Linked DNA regions of Anas platyrhynchos: region 2 is linked to region 1. Evidence: chromatin contacts called from public Hi-C data. All regions are on one chromosome and are shown on one strand. The core of a region is the stretch at or near the end of the contact, and the rest is flanking DNA. Distances in the headings are between cores, read along the strand shown. Region 1 has its middle 20 kb from the start of MYOM2. Region 2 overlaps ARHGEF10 (Rho guanine nucleotide exchange factor 10).

Region 1 (4,304 bases), core at 971-3,470:
AAGAAATGAGGACATTATGCACCCTTAGGTATCCTGATAGGATACTTCAGCATACTTTCCACGGTATCCAGCCTGAGTCTTTTCAGATGCAGAGTAAGCAGAAATAAATCTGATTTCTTTTTGTACCTCCAAATGAAACAATGAGAACAACTGATCTTTATCTTCTTCAATAGCAACCTTGTACATAATGGAAAACTTTCCGTCTTCCTGACTAAAAGTTTCATTTTCTAGACTAAACATACCCTGTGCTCTGAAACTTCCCTCATTTCCTAATCCTCTTACTCATTTTGCTGCCCTCTAGATTCTCTCTGGTGGGTCCACATTTCCAGCTAATGACAATGCCTGAAAGTAGGTGCAGTATTTCAGCTGGCCTCCCCCCTGCCAAGCAGAGGAGTTAAATTAATCTCCATTTTACAAATAATGCTGCTGTTCGGATTTTTCTTATGGCATTTCACATTTAATTTCTCATCTGCAAGAGCAGCATTTTGTGCCATTTATTACTTTTGCTTAAGCTTTGAGGGAAATATCTTGCTTTGTCTCTGCTTAGGGACAGTCCACAGGTTTTCAGATCTGATTTCAGACCTCTTGCTTTTTACAATATCTTTTCACTGCACGATTCCATCTCCAGAAAAGAAGATCAGAAAGAAAATGCATTCTGTTACATTCTCTGTGATAAAACAGCTGTGAAGAGCAGACTCCTCCTTGCTGTCATGAAGCTCATTTTTATTGCCAGCAACGACATATGGAAAAAAGCCACAGACACCCTCTGTGTGGATGATGCAGAAGGTAAAATCTGAAAAGGAAACAGGAGGAAACTGGTATGCTTGTTACTACAAGACAGGGACAAATATGAGACAGACCAAATGGTTAAAACAGGCAGACATAAGGTGTCCAGGACCTTGTCCAGAAAGTTGACATGAAACATTATATTACATCAACAACTTAAAAAATATAAACCCTACATTGCCTAAACAGTCTGGGAATGGGATGCAAGAAAAATGTCCCTTCATTATGTCCAGGAGATGAACATTGTTCTGGTGAACTCCAGGAAGAAAACTCAGAGTCTGAAGATCTTCAAGGGAATAGTATAATCAGATCAGCAGCCTGAGCTCATGCTGTGGAATATTTGTTTTTGTAAGTGCTCAGAGCATATGAGTTATTTGCTGCTCACCTGGAACTTCATGTACAAGGCAAGCTCAGATGTATCTCCCCAAAAACTTCAGTCATAACCTGGGACAGCAAAAGCAACATCTGCATCTACCAACATATTCACATCATTTTTCTTAATATCCTAGATTTGCTGCTCCCTGGTTAAGAGACGTTATGTCCTCTCTTGGTACACCTTGGAATACTTACATTTACTTTGTTTATGTTCTTTGTGCTCCCTTCTCTTGACAGAATTGCAGTCAGCTTGACCAAATCTATCCTGCAATTTCCTACATGTTTTCAAAGCCATTCTGAAAGAGATGAAAGGTAAAGCCAAAGCATTTTACTTAGCCCTAACCTGTTAAAGCAAAGTCCCCCAGAAAAGATGAAATTCAAGTATATTTACTGATCACGAAATGAGATTTTCTCCCTGGAGTATTTATCTTTCAGTGTTTGTTTGCAAACATGACACCAATGTGTCCCTGGCAGAACCACAGAATGGTTAAGGATGCAGGGAAACTCTGGAGGTCATCTGGTCCAACCCCCCTGGCTCAGGCAGGGACACCTAGAGCATATGCTTAGTTTCCACAAAAAATAACCCCAATGAACCCCCGGGTGAAAGCTGATCCCCTTGCTTTAAAAAATATATATATAAATAATTATTTGCACTTTCCATTGACTCAGCTGGGTACAGCATTTCACCAATATGACTATTTTAGTACTCCTAAGCATAAGCACAATAGCTTGCAGATACGAAGGTTATTCTAGTCAAGGTTTAATGATATTTTATACCTATTTAGGAAGAAAAATCATTCTTGTATATGTTACTATTCAGTACTCTTTAAAATTATTAAAGCTATTCAAATGCAGGAAAAAAATTAAAAAGATGGTATGACAGAACAATAACCCCTTTGAGGAACTGGATATGGTTTTAAGAAGTCCATGTATTTTATGTAAGTTGCAACGACCCCTTTGAACAGCAGAGGACTTTTCGTTACCCTAATTTGTCCCTTGAATGGTATCCAGCGAGAAGAACAGTGGGAACAGTGAGGAAACTCAGCTTCAAGGGCGAGCAAAGAGAAAGGCCCTTTTGTGCAACTGCCCAGGCAGAACTCCACACACTCACTTTCACACACAGACAAAAGGGGGACATGAACACTTATCTCTTCTGTTTTTTCTATTTTTTTCCAAGGTCTGCAGCACAAAATCCCTCGCAGGCAAGTTGTCAGCAAAGAGGAAGCATTTTGTATACAGAGGCCCAGCCTGAAAGATTAGCAATATCATTTACCACAAAACTGACACAGCAAGAGAAAGTGCTGTGAAAGGACTCAGTAGAGGAGAGGGCTGAGATCTGTGTGAACAAATAATAAGTACAGCTGCTTCTATAATGCTTGTGCGGAGCTCCCAATGATGTGCTTGATTCGCCACACTGCTGAGCCCATATGAGATGTCAGAGGAACTCCACGGTAGCCAGTGGAGAAGCTGGGGTGAATTAAAACTGAAGTAAAACTAGCATAGCAAAGTTAAATATAAGTCTAATCCTTCTCTCCTGCGTGCACATCACGCTGCATTGGTTCCTTTTGACTTCACTTGTTAAGCAAGACAGATGCACAGCAGCAACCGGGCTCTTTGCTGGGAGGAATGCAAGTGCCAGGAGATCAGAGACAGCAAGAGACATCCCTGCCTGCAGTGCTGATGGCCCACAGCCAGGCAAGAGAAGATGGTTTTCATCCCTGACCCCAGGATACTCATGCCTTTTGCATTAAAACTGCTGCATAAACCACTGAACAACACCGAGAGCAGGGGCCAGAAGTCTGGACCTGTCTGTAGCAGGGTGCAACATCAAGCACCTTCTCGTGTTGCCTCTCTCTTGTCCTGAATCTCTCAGCATCGTGGTGCTGTCCTGAAGAGGGGTGAGACTGCCTTCAGCCTGCAGATTTGAGGTGAATACAGAAGGTGCTAGGACTGGTCTCAGTGATGAAACTGCTAAAGAAGGGCATGGAGCACAACTGCCACAGATTTTAAAAGAATAGAGCCAGTCTCGCATTTGCAAATAGTGATTTTAGGCGGCTAACACAAGGGGTGAAACTCCACTGTCAATCCCAGTGAGCTGGAGCACTTTTCTTCCAAAGAGACAGGATTTCAGAAAAACCCACATTTTGTGTTCATCGGAAGATACTGCCTGCTCTGTAGCATGCCTGTCATTGTGAATCTAATTCATCAGTGCCCTGAGAACCTAAATGCCCCCTTGAGCACCATCAAAAACCTAACTACACTATTGCACAGATCTAAATGTACATGATCACCATGTGCCATCCAAGTCCACCAAATACTCCTGTCACACTTGTAAGGTCTCATTTACCCAGAACCTACTTTTTGGATCACATTTTGCACAAAATGCAGAGGGGGAGCCTTGTGGGTCAGAGGCAAGTGGTCAGAGCTGTAGTATAAGTGAGGGAATAACAGTTTCATCCCTTTTCTCTACATGGGGAAATGAGAACTCCTATCATCACAAGGCCTTTGTACAGACAGCAGTCCCAAAGGTTTTCTAGATGACTTTCTCACTCTTTTCTCTGCAAGCGGCAGCATATGGCTTTGGATAGTGAAATATCCAATAGGCCGTAACAGGGATATAACTATATATAGCCTAGTTTGGAGAGTAGTCACTGGGAGAAAAGGGACATGCATTCCTGTCAAATGCTCAGCGACTCCTTCAGGATTTCTTAAAAATAATCTGGAGTATTGACACTTCCAAGCTTTTTGGTGCCTTAAGCTGTAATATTTTGCCCATACCTGCTTTCCCAGTTAGCTCTACCGTGAAGCTTCCCTGAGTGAAACACAGCTTTTCCTGGCAGAAAACATTCTCTTCTTAATTATAGCACTGAACTTTTCCCCAAACTGGAATTGATAACACAAGCAGAACGACCTTCTACCAGTTTAATTTACTCCATCCACAGCAGGCCATTCCTGCAATCAGCTGTCTCCAGTTTGAAGACCACAGAGCTCCTGAGATCCCACAGCATATCTACCATCCATCTAAGTGAAGCACCAGCCCACCTAAGGTAAAATCCAACCTTCACACCCCTCAGCAACATGTATAGGTAGCATCAGAGTTCTTCCAGGAAGGACACCACCATCATCCTGCAAATAGGATGTTG
Region 2 (4,304 bases), core at 1,343-3,842, 100 kb after region 1:
GTATTTTAGCAAAAAAAAATTAAATATGTAAATCTGTAACAGCTGTCACTTACTTGGCTTAGAGTTAATGACGACATTTTCAGCAGAGTGCTGGGGTGGAAACCTGCAGTTCTCTCCTTGGCCTTCACTGCTGCCATACTCTATGACTTCCACTTGTCCCAGTGGAACGCTCCATTTTAATAAATACCTCTGGCCAGTTGTCACAGTGCCACTGCTTTCGTAGGATGAGCTGGAAGATACACATACACAGATTATTGTTGTGGCAAGTCACTTTATTTTATGGCATTCTATTTATTAATTCAGAAAATCTGCTGTTCAGCAGACTGAGTACTGTGTAAAACTTTAAAGAAATACATGCATCAGGATGACTTTTGTGACTGACCTTTGTTCGAGTACAAAGATAGCTATGCAGGTGCAGATAATCCTGTTTACAGACAGCACAGGACTGCCATCAACAGACCCTACATTTCTATCATTGCAGTTTTTCAGTAATTAAACAGAACTTAAAAGATGGAGAGCGACTCTTTGCTCAATCAGATAATGACAGGACAAGGGGGAATGTTTTTAATCTAACAGAGGGGAAATTTAGATTAGAGATCAGGAGGAAATTCTTCACTCTGAGGGAGGTGAGGCACTGGAACAGGTTGCCCAGAGAACCTGTGGATACCCCATCCCTGGAGGTGTTCAAGGCCTGGTTAGATGGGGCCCTGGGCAACCTGATCTAGTGGGTGGCATCCCTGCCCACGGCAGGGGGGTTGGAACTAGGTGATCGTTAAGGTCCCTTCCAACCCAAGCCATTCTGTGATTGTGGTATCTTTTAAAATCAATATGCATCTTGACATCCAAACACGAGCGCATAGGACAATGCTATGGCTCCACTTTTTCCTAGTTCTTTTTGCTTGTACTGTCTTTTAGGACAGTACTTGAAACAGTGCTAAAAAGCAGTAACTGCTGCATTCAAGAAAGCCTGGATGACGGGACCTTGAAATGACTACCAGGAGGAGGAAGGGCAATGCAACCTCTCAAATGCTGACAAGCCAACGTTTCTGCGAAGTCCAAAGCCCAGGATGTTCTTTACAGGAGACTTTTTGCAATTGCTGTGGTTTCTAAGAGGAATCTACATGTGAGCTGCTGCTAACAGAAGTGTACATCACAACAGGCATTTCAGAGGAAACAGCACGCTGAGGAAGCTTACTTGAAATAGAAATAGAATTCACTGGCTCCTTTTCCTTTGTTTCTTTCATTCTGTTATTCACACATTCAAGCATATGTAACAAACATCTACTATCAAGCACAAAAGAGATATGAAAGGAAACAGGAATGTTTCCTTCACAGAAAGCATGGCTGAAGTAAGCAAAATAAAAGCTTTGGAGAAATCAGCCTGGAGTGTTTAGTGAGAACAGTATCTGGACACCAACATTCAGCTAGTCAGCTAATTATTCACCACACAGTCACACTTCTGTTTCAAAGGAGAGACAAGAATAAACAGAAAAAACAAGTACCACAACTTAAGCAAATATTTATGAACTCTAGATCTAGTTAAAAAGAAAGAAAACACGAGAGGGCAGGACACAGCTGTTCAGTCGCTAGGGATAGCATCCACCCTGTCCAACTCCTGCTACTTAAAAGTTAGGTCTCCAGTTTAAGCCGGACATCTAGGCTACACGTGAAGAAGGACCTTCTGGGGGTCACGGACTGCAGAAATGCATCTTTTGTCAGCTACAGAATATTGTTCTGGAACCAAAGCCTGCCAGGCTCCTGGGATGTCGGACTATTTCTGTAAAGACTGATAAAAGGTGGTTAAGAAAATTGAGCTGACATGTGCTGTTCTGCTACCTGTACATGTAAATTCTCTGAAGAAGTTTACACCTCCAGCGGTCAATAGGTAGGCGTGCACAAAGCTGAGTTTGAAAACCACTGCTATAACAGAATGCTTAACTTCTACACAGCTAAAACAGCTCATTTGGACCAAAAATTCTGGACTGTATACTAGTATAATCAATGAAATTTAGCATATTATTTCCTTCATTCCCTAACTATATTTTGCTTGACAAAATAGTTTCTTCTGCAGTGAAAAAAACAGTTAATGTCAGGAACAACAGCGCTGTTAGTTATAACTGGAACTGTTGACTTAACAAGGAAGCCAGAGACTTGGCAAAATCATGAACTTTTCAGACGCAAAGTGAAAACAGAGTGCACACTGCCACTTCAGGACCAACTACAAAAAATCCAAGACAATGATGTCATGGAAAAAAATGACAAAATGAAAAAATGACAAAAAGTGGTCAAAAGCTACTAAAGAACTGAATAAATTGTAAAGGAAAAGAATTCCCGGGACAATTGGATATAAGCTTTTGCCATGTAATAACTGCTCTTCAGAAAATGTACTTCTTGCTCACTAATGTGAGACCAAGCATTCACACTACTACTACTACTGCAAAAATGTGCGCTGCATTCAGACTTCACCAACGAACTAATGTAACAACTCATATTATGCTTAAGAAAAGCTGGTTTTGGAAGATTTTAACAGTCTACATTTTCTCTGTCAGAATGTACCAACACACAAAGCAATTCATGATACAAGCAACATTGGAATGTGAATGTGACCTTGGCATACACAGTGCTATAGTAACAGTAATAGCTACAGCCAACTAAAACAGAAGGCATGTTAAAAAAAATGCTTTCTTCAAAGCACCTCAACTTTAATCCTTCAACATTTGGTCTCAGAGATAAAAACCCTTCCCCAGCTGGAATTTCATTAGCGTGTTCCTTTTTTTTTTTTTTTCTCTAGCTACACGCATTAGCTTTGGTTTTGTTTTAACTTCCAAATCGTGTCAGGTTACAGATGTGTGACAGCACGAATTTAAGGAAGAAGAGAAAAAAAAACTACCATGGTATATCTGCACTCCACTCTACCCTAATGAACACTGATGATTCTACAGCACATTTCTAACTGAAGTTTCCAACTGAGATATATATATATATATACACACACACGCACACACACGTGCTCACACACACAAATTTATTCTGGAACTTCAAAATATCAGCAGGCAATTTAGAAGAGTGTATAAAAGCCAGCTGTCCGTTCATTATGACAACTGATAGAGATCATTAGACATAGTAAAAACAACAACAACAAAAACTCTTTTCACTGTCATCATTTCCAGCTTAAACTTGAATGATAATGTAAAAAATATTAGTCAAGTCTTACCGTATGTTTACCGTTGCACACATCAGCACATCATTTAACATGAAAAGTCGCCGTTCTTTGGTTTTGATAATTTCTCCTTTGTCATTGTAAACTGTTTCAACCATATCATCAGTCCGCACAAGGTATCTGTTTCCACTGCTAAGTAGCTAGATTTTAAAAACAATCAACATCGTCTATTATACACTGTTCATCTAACATCCAGAACAACAACAACAAAAATGCAATATTGCCATATGACTACAAGCTCACAAGTGAATTTGCCAAATGAATTAAATGTCTTTACTGATTTGCTTTTCATTTCCTGCAGCAGTAACATAACCCCAGGATATGTCCTGCAGGGCTTTTAATTCTTCATATGGAACATGTAATTGCACTGAAAGTCTTCCATATTGATAAAGATCCTCTAGTGAAAAAAAAAGTCATAGCTTCCACAGTTTCTACTACTTCCTTCCTTCACCTCTTCTTTCATAGTCCGTTTAAACATTACACATGGTTCCAGCCATCCCAAAGGGGCAAGTCAGAGTGGGTGGAAGAAGAATGCTTTCAGCTTCTCTGTCTACATTGGCTTACAAAACCAGCAAAGGAGTGCAGCTGGCATATTTCCACAGACTGCCAAGAACTTGACATGCTCAAAAGGTGCAGGACATGTAAACTGTTCCTGCAATTTTCCTTCAAGTGCTGAGGCTCAGCCTTGCGTGCAAGCATGAACCAATTCCTTACAGGTCAAATACATCTCCATAGTGGCAGAGAAAACAAAACGGTCTGCAACGCACCCATTTCCTATCTATCCATTTCCTTCACCACCTGTTTCACCTTGCCTGGCATTGTATAATGGCATTGTCTAAATCTGTATAAGCAAATATTAAGTCACAAGTTGCACAAGGCGCTAAATGATTTGAAGTGACTACGCAGCTAGATCTCAAGTCTCCTGGTACAGAACAGGAGACTTTACAGTTGCTATCAACTGATAAAAAGAAATCTCGACCACCTGCTAAAGGGTACACTCTGTGTCTTTAACTCTTTCAGTCACTTGTAGATAATCATTAGTAGCTAATTCAAAAAGCAGGATTATGAGAACTAGAAAAAGTAA

Evidence for each region. A called contact is a pair of places that touch in the nucleus more often than the background predicts.
Region 2: a contact with region 1 is called in a Hi-C map of F1 follicle, with 4 times the contacts expected there. The contact joins two enhancer-like sites. A contact is called at or near these places in 5 of 8 Hi-C or Micro-C datasets (F1 follicle, F5 follicle, liver and 1 more).

The regions. Positions count from the first base shown.
Region 1 is chr3:99,106,996-99,111,299 of IASCAAS_PekinDuck_T2T, forward strand. No RefSeq gene overlaps it. Among named protein-coding and RNA genes, the nearest start is that of MYOM2, 20 kb to the left of the region's middle. Within about 2 kb of position 2,221, at least 3 of the 8 cell types and tissues checked have an H3K27ac peak or open chromatin away from gene starts, as enhancers often do. A contact at or near this core is called in F1 follicle and F5 follicle, where this site is marked.
Region 2 is chr3:99,208,004-99,212,307 of IASCAAS_PekinDuck_T2T, forward strand. ARHGEF10 (Rho guanine nucleotide exchange factor 10) reads right to left here. Exons shown (of 28, transcript XM_072036375.1): 16 at 3,215-3,360; 17 at 54-229. Among named protein-coding and RNA genes, the nearest start is that of ARHGEF10, 57 kb to the right of the region's middle. Within about 2 kb of position 2,593, at least 3 of the 8 cell types and tissues checked have an H3K27ac peak or open chromatin away from gene starts, as enhancers often do. A contact at or near this core is called in F1 follicle and F5 follicle, where this site is marked.